Regions from separate parts of the Sus scrofa genome. Here region 2 is linked to region 1. A link is a contact called in public promoter capture Hi-C data. All regions are on one chromosome and are shown on one strand. Each heading gives the region's core, a stretch centred on a gene start, on an enhancer-like site or on the middle of the called end of the contact. The rest is flanking DNA. Distances are from core to core; before and after follow the strand shown. Region 1 holds the start of PSMG3 (proteasome assembly chaperone 3). Region 2 holds the start of MAD1L1 (mitotic spindle assembly checkpoint protein MAD1).

Region 1 (3,067 bases), core at 256-2,755:
AGGATGCTGCCGAAGACGCTCCCCTACACCAGACCCGCCTCCAGCTGCTCTCAACCCGCCTCCAGCGAGGCCTCCACTTGGGGCTTTTGTGATACCCTGATCGGTAACCCGTCCTCACCCCCCAGGTGGTCTGATACCTGGCCGGCCTTGAGCAAGAATCCCACCAGGTTTCCTTGGCTAGAAGCCCCAAACCCCCAGCCCCCCACCCAGAGGTTTCCGCGTAGTAGTTTCCCACCCCCTGACCCCACGCCGTTCCTCGGCTGTAAATTCCCACCGGCTCCTGTGGTTTTGAACACGCGCGACCGATCAGTGAAGAAAGGATGTTGCAGCCATCAAGCTGTCACATTACAGCCACCACGACGGTGCACCCAGAGGACGAAGGCCGTGAACGCTGAAATCACTTGGGGTTGATGGGAATGAGCCCAGACTTTGCATCACCCGCCCCCCCCCCCCCCACTCACGGAGAAGCACTAAATTCCTTTTTTCTTTTTTTTTTTTTTTTTCTCTTTTTGCCATTTCTTGGGCCACTCCCGCGGCATATGGAGGTTCCCAGGCTAGGGGTCTAATCGGAGCTGTAGCCACCGGCCTACGCCAGAGCCACAGCCCCACGGGATCCAAGCCACATCTGCAACCTACACCACAGCTCAGGGCAACGCCGGATCCTTAACCCACGGAGCGAGGCCAGGGACCGAACCCGCAACCTCACGGTTCCCAGTCGGGCTCGTTAACCACTGCGCCAGGACGGGAACTCCAAGCACTAAACGCCTGGAGAGGTCTGGTTCCTTAACGGACAGCGACCTCCCCACGCGCCAGCTACCTGGTCTTTGCGCGGAACCGCCCGGAGGTGCCGGCTCCTGCCTCACCTCTACGGAGCGGGCTCCCAGTTAGATGCTGGGCCCCAGGCTCGGGTCCTCAGCTTGGTGTGCCACACGAAACGTAAGGCTCAGCTTTCGGGGTGCGCCTTTCTTTTCCGCCCACCCGTGTGCGGGGTGAGCCCGGCTCCACACCGGGGTCTCCTGCGCGCTCTGTGAAGCGCCCTGGGCGGAACCCGCTTTCAGCGCCTTAACTGCGGTCCAGCCCTGGTTTTCTCTCGGCTCCCTGTGCTTGCAGCAGCGCCCTGGAACCCACGGCCAAGGGGCCAGGGACCCCACTGCGGCTCCCCGGTGACAGAGGAGCAGGGCCGCCGTCAGGAGCGCCCGAGGTCGCCCCTGGGGAGAAGCCGGAGGCCGCTCTACTGCGGGGCCGAGGGGCCGAGGGGCCGAAGGGCGAGACCGCCCTTGGGAAGAAGCTGGAGGCTGCGCTCCCGAGCTTGGGGCCGCAGCCCCTCGCGCGACTCGGTGCCCAGCCCGTCGCTGCTGGCGGGCGGGCAGCCCAGCGCCTCAGAGCCCAGCGGCCCCGGCGCGACCGGAAGCCCTGCGGGCTGCACTTCCGGCGGGGGCCGCAGAGCCCGCGGGCGCGTCTGGCGCTCGGGAGCGGGGCGGGGCCTTAGGGGGCGGGGCCGCGCCGCCACCGGCGTCATTTCCGGGCGCGGCCTGGTGAGCGCGGGCGGCATGGCGGGCGGCAGGGAGGGTAGGGGGCCGCGGAGGCTGGAGCGGGAAGGCGAGGGCGGGCGCCCCCACGGTTGGCGCCCCAGCCACGGTCGCCATCTGCCTCCTGGCTCGGTGACGTGCTGCTTCTCCTGTGGGGCCGGTGGTTTTCCCAAGTGCAGAAAACGGAACCTCAATGGGCGCACTGGAGGGACGGCAGGAGCGTGGCCACCTGCTCTGGCCTGGCTTTTGCACCTGCACCTGCGGCGCTTTCAGCCCTTCACCCCCCCGGCAGTGGCACCACCGAGGGCCCCAGGACTCAGAGCCTCGGGATGGGGTGGGGTCACAGTGATGCTTAACAGCAGGGGCCCCAAGCGCGTGGAAGAGGAAAGAAAAGCATATTTTGACATCCTGCCTCCTTTGCCTGGCTAGTTTATGTATACAAGTGTGTCTACTCAATGAATCTAGAAAGTTTTGGGCAAATGAGGCCTGTAAGGGTTAACAGATACAGGCTTTTGAATGAGCCCACTTGTATTTCTGTTTTAATGCCAAATGGTACTTACTCTGGAGCCCCAAGGCCATCTGATGCTGATTTACTCTCTTTATTCTTAACAAGCTGAAGGGGCCATTGAACAGACCCAACCATGGAAGGCAAACCATTGGTGATGTCGAAACAGACGACTGCGGTAGTGTGTGGCGTCCCTACCCAGGTGGTATGCACAGCCTTCAGCAGTCACATCCTGGTGGTGGTGACCCAGTTCGGGAAAATGGGTACCCTGGTCTCCCTGGAATCCAGCAGCATGACCAGTGACATCAGCAAGCCTGTGCTCACCACCAAAGTTCTTCTCGGGCAGGACGAGGTAAAGGGATGGGGGCGGGAGCCCGGTGGCTACAATTTGTTAATACACACGGGGAGCATCTCTGGGCAGACGCCCCCACGCCCACCGCCACCAGCCCTCGACAGCATTTTCCGGGGCCTCTCTGCGTCTGAGGGCATCCACCTGCCCTTGGTGGCTGCTGCTTCCAGCCCATCAGCATTTTATCCTGCAGACAGGCGGAGGTATTGATTTTGCGATGTAGGCCTCCCCTCAGTTTGACCCTGTCATGATACATTATGGTAATGACTGGTTGTGCATGCTTCGTTCTGGAAAGACCATCTGTGAGCCTTGACAGGTTGCCTCTGCAGACTTTCAGGGGTCCTTCCAGAGCAGAAATCGCCGGAAGAGACAGGAACCAGAAGCACGAAAGGGACAAGTTTAATGATGCTCCTTAGCAGTGCGTTTATGACTGGAGTGCCCTGAGTCTCTTTGAACCTGAGTTACTGTCACACTGAACTTACCAGGTGGTGACTGAATGGTTGGAAGCCAGGCCGGGTTTCTCGGGGGGACTAGGAAGGCATTAAGAAGAAAAGAGGTTGGACCTAGAAATTATCACGCCAAGTGAAGTCAGGCAGATGGTGAGATGCCAACCTCAAATGCTGTCACTTACATGTGGGATCTAAAAAAAAGGACACAATGGGGCGTTCCCGTTGTGACGCAGCG
Region 2 (3,067 bases), core at 397-2,896, 500 kb before region 1:
TCTTGGCCACACGGTACCAGGGAGGGAGGAGGGGAGCTCTGTGAAGGACCGGGTGTCTTCTCCTGTCCCTGGTTCCTCCTCACTGCAGATGCAGCCTGAGCTCTTCCCTGGCGTGGGGCTGGGGAGACCCGAGGTTGATCTGGGCTGCAGCAGGAAGGACACATGGGGGACCTTTTTTCCTAAGGGAGGGGCAAAGATAAAAAGATGAAAAGGCCTACTGGGGGGAGGACAGAAACAGTGGGAGGCAGAGAAACACACACAGACACCTTTACATAACGTTCTCCTCTCCTGCTGTGACTGAGCGTGTTACGGAGAAACAGGCTTCCATCCTCCCTCCAAGAACAGCCCGCAGTTTCCAGGTGGTATTTTGGCTACCCAGCGTAATGTGGACAAATGTGAAACTTCAGTCTGGGGATTTTTTCCCATCTCTCGGGTGAATGATCTGGAAATACATCCATTCTTGAAGCAGTGACGAGTTCCCAGGACAATCAGAGAAGACATTTGGTGTGAATTATGCATGGGGTGGCTGTGCTTTGCTTTTTCACTGGAAAATGTTGCTGTAATATTCCAGGCTCCAAAGACTTAAAGGTCGTTGCCAAAGCAAGCAGCGACATGGTGTGTTCCCTTACCTCCGTGCCCCTGTCCAGGGTTGTGATGCGACTCTGTAAGGTCGTATAGGCCGTAAGAGGAATGAATGTCTGTGTTTTTAAGTTTTTGTTTTTTGTTTTTTTTTAAATTGATTGGTTTCCTCAAAACCAGTTCCTGGAAATGCTATAAAATTGGGTTGTGATAATCGTACAACTATAATAAAATTCATTGAGTGATAAAAGTTATTTATTTATTTATTAAAGTTTTTTAAAAAGAGTATATTGATGGGAGTCCTGTGGTACAGCGGAAAGGAATCCGACTAGTACCCTTGAGGATTCGAGTTCGAATCTGGGTGGGGGATCCGGCGTTGCCCTGAGCTGTGGTGTAGGTCACAGATGCGGCTCAGATCCCGCAATGGCGTGGCTGTGGCCTAGGCCAGCTGCTGTAGCTCCTATTCGACTCGTAGCCTGGGGACTTCCATATGCTGCTGGTGGGGCCCTAAAAAAGCCCCCCCCCAAAAGAGTTTATTGACTGTAGCGATGATTAAATCCCAAGACTGCTTGGGGAGGGGAGAGGTAGCCAGGAATCTCCATCAGGGTCCTAGGGCTGAGTCCAGATCCCTGAAGGATGCTGCTGGCCAGACTCAAATTTTTCGTTTTGTTTTCGTTTGCAGTCGGCCAGTTAAGACCGGAGAGCCCTCCGTCCTGCCTTCACTATCACATTCTCCGCTTTCCCATCCAGTTCGTTCTGGCCACACTAACGTGTCTTTTATTCTCTGGAAGAAGGGAATTCGGTGCAGGCCCTCGGGCGCCTAGCTGGCGCGGGAGGCACGCTGCTGGACCCAGGTGGCCGTAATTCGAGGAGGGACAGGCTGACCACTGCTCCCTGGAGAACTGAGACCCAGACGAGGTCCCCGCGCCCCGACGGCTCCAGCTTAGAAGCGCAGCCTTTTGTGAGGACAGCTTAGTAGAATAGCATTTGGCCTTTTTTCAGAGGGCCTTGTGAAAAGTTAAAACGCATTAACTCAAGCAAATACCGTAGTGGTAAAACCGGGGAAAGGGAGTGCAGGGAAGTTTGGCTCTAAGAGGCCACCGTTGGACGGTGCTATTCCACACAATACGGCGCAAGGCAGCCGCCAAGTGGAAGCCGACACGCTGGAGGTGGGGGCACCACGAGAGTCCCGCGGGCGGGCCGGCTTTGGTTCCGAGTCCCCTCTTTGCGGCCTCTGCCGGGAGTAGGTAGCTCCGGGGACGGACGCGGAGTCCCCGTGACCTGCAGGCGCGCAGATCCGGAGCTCACGGCTGGTCCCGCCCAGGTCTCGCGAGAGCGCAGCCGCACGTCTCGCGATACGTGGGCGCGGGCGTAGAAGAGGGAGATCTGAGCGGCGGCGGCAGCAGCAGCAGCGGCGGCGCCCGGTGGGCTGAGGCGGTGAGGTGAGCGGCCGGGGTGCCCCGGCGGGCGCCGCGCTGCGCCAGGCTGAGCCGGCGCGGGGCGGGCGGGGGCGAGGCTGGGGTCCTTCCGAGGCTGGGCGGGCGGGCGTCCCCAGCGCGCCTCCTCCGAGAAGGGCCGCTGGGAATGGTCGGGGTCTCGAGCGCCGAGGGGGCGGCCTCGCGGCAGCGGGTCCCTCACCCGCCGAGGCTCGGGGGCCGGCGGCGCTCTCCCCGCTTCCCGCGCGTCCTCGCCGGGCGGCGTGGGACTTGCCGCTACTGCCTTTGACAGCCAGGGAAACGGTGGGAAGGGGCAAGCGCCCTGCCCAGGGTCCCACTGCCGGCGGCCCGTGGGAGGCGCGCTCGCGTGCGTTTCGTCGGTGGTGGAAGTTTGGCGAAGGCGCCCGGCAGCAGGTGGAGAACTGGCCGGCCGGCCGGCGAGAGCGCCCGCGGCGGTGTGAAGGGCCGCTGGGCGGTGGGGAGCCCTGTAATGTCTGTCCTTGGGCCAGCAGGGCGGGAGAGAGGCAGGGTGCCCGGGACTCTGAGCTCCGAGTCCGTGGTGAGGGCGCTGGAAGGTTTGGGTCGCTTGGATAAAGAGGGTGGAATTTGAGCTGCCGCCTCGTGGGGCAGCGGAGTTCGGGGCAGGTGAAAGCGGGTACGTTCTCTTCCTGCTGGGGTATTGCGGGCATCGGGTGTGAGAAGGGGGCGTGTTGGCCAGATTTACCATCACGGGAGGGGAAGAGTGGTCTAATCTTGGCAGATGGAGGACTGGCCTTCCAGAGCAGAGCCCCGTGCCTCGCTGCGCGGGCCTGCATCGCTCGCCAGGCGCGCAGCTCCGTGAGCGCCCCTCGCTGGTTTCTCGTCCCACCCATCTTCCACTTGTGGTTTGAAGGAGAGTGGTGAGGACAGCCGAGTTGTGCCGGGCGTGGAAACCACGGCCTCCGGAAGACAGGCTCTGGGTGCACAAGGCCAGGGTTCTCCTTAAACGGGAAATTCAGGAGCAAACCAGGTCTTCTTTTTCGGGGGGAAGGGGGCTCCAGCTGGGGGAAGGT

What was found. Promoter capture Hi-C pulls out the DNA fragments that hold promoters and counts their contacts.
Region 2: a promoter capture Hi-C map of liver shows a contact between it and region 1, with 7 times the contacts expected there. The contact joins the promoter of MAD1L1 here to the promoter of PSMG3 in region 1. A contact is called at or near these places in 1 of 5 promoter capture datasets (liver), 1 of 47 Hi-C or Micro-C datasets (epiblast stem cells) and 2 of 2 datasets of contacts at active chromatin or transcription factors (alveolar macrophages and skeletal muscle).

What each region holds. Positions count from the first base shown.
Region 1 is chr3:1,053,154-1,056,220 of Sscrofa11.1, reverse strand. It overlaps PSMG3 (proteasome assembly chaperone 3), which reads left to right and starts at 1,505. Exons shown (of 3, transcript XM_003124248.4): 1 at 1,505-1,535; 2 at 2,143-2,386. The coding sequence starts at 2,171. LOC106507351 (a long non-coding RNA gene) reads right to left here and starts at 1,430. Exons shown (of 3, transcript XR_002342192.1): 1 at 864-1,430.
Region 2 is chr3:1,557,925-1,560,991 of Sscrofa11.1, reverse strand. MAD1L1 (mitotic spindle assembly checkpoint protein MAD1) reads left to right here and starts at 1,646. Exons shown (of 18, transcript XM_021085975.1): 1 at 1,646-2,021. It overlaps MRM2 (FtsJ RNA methyltransferase homolog 2 (E. coli)), which reads left to right. Exons shown (of 3, transcript NM_001184754.1): 3 at 1-829. The coding sequence ends at 44.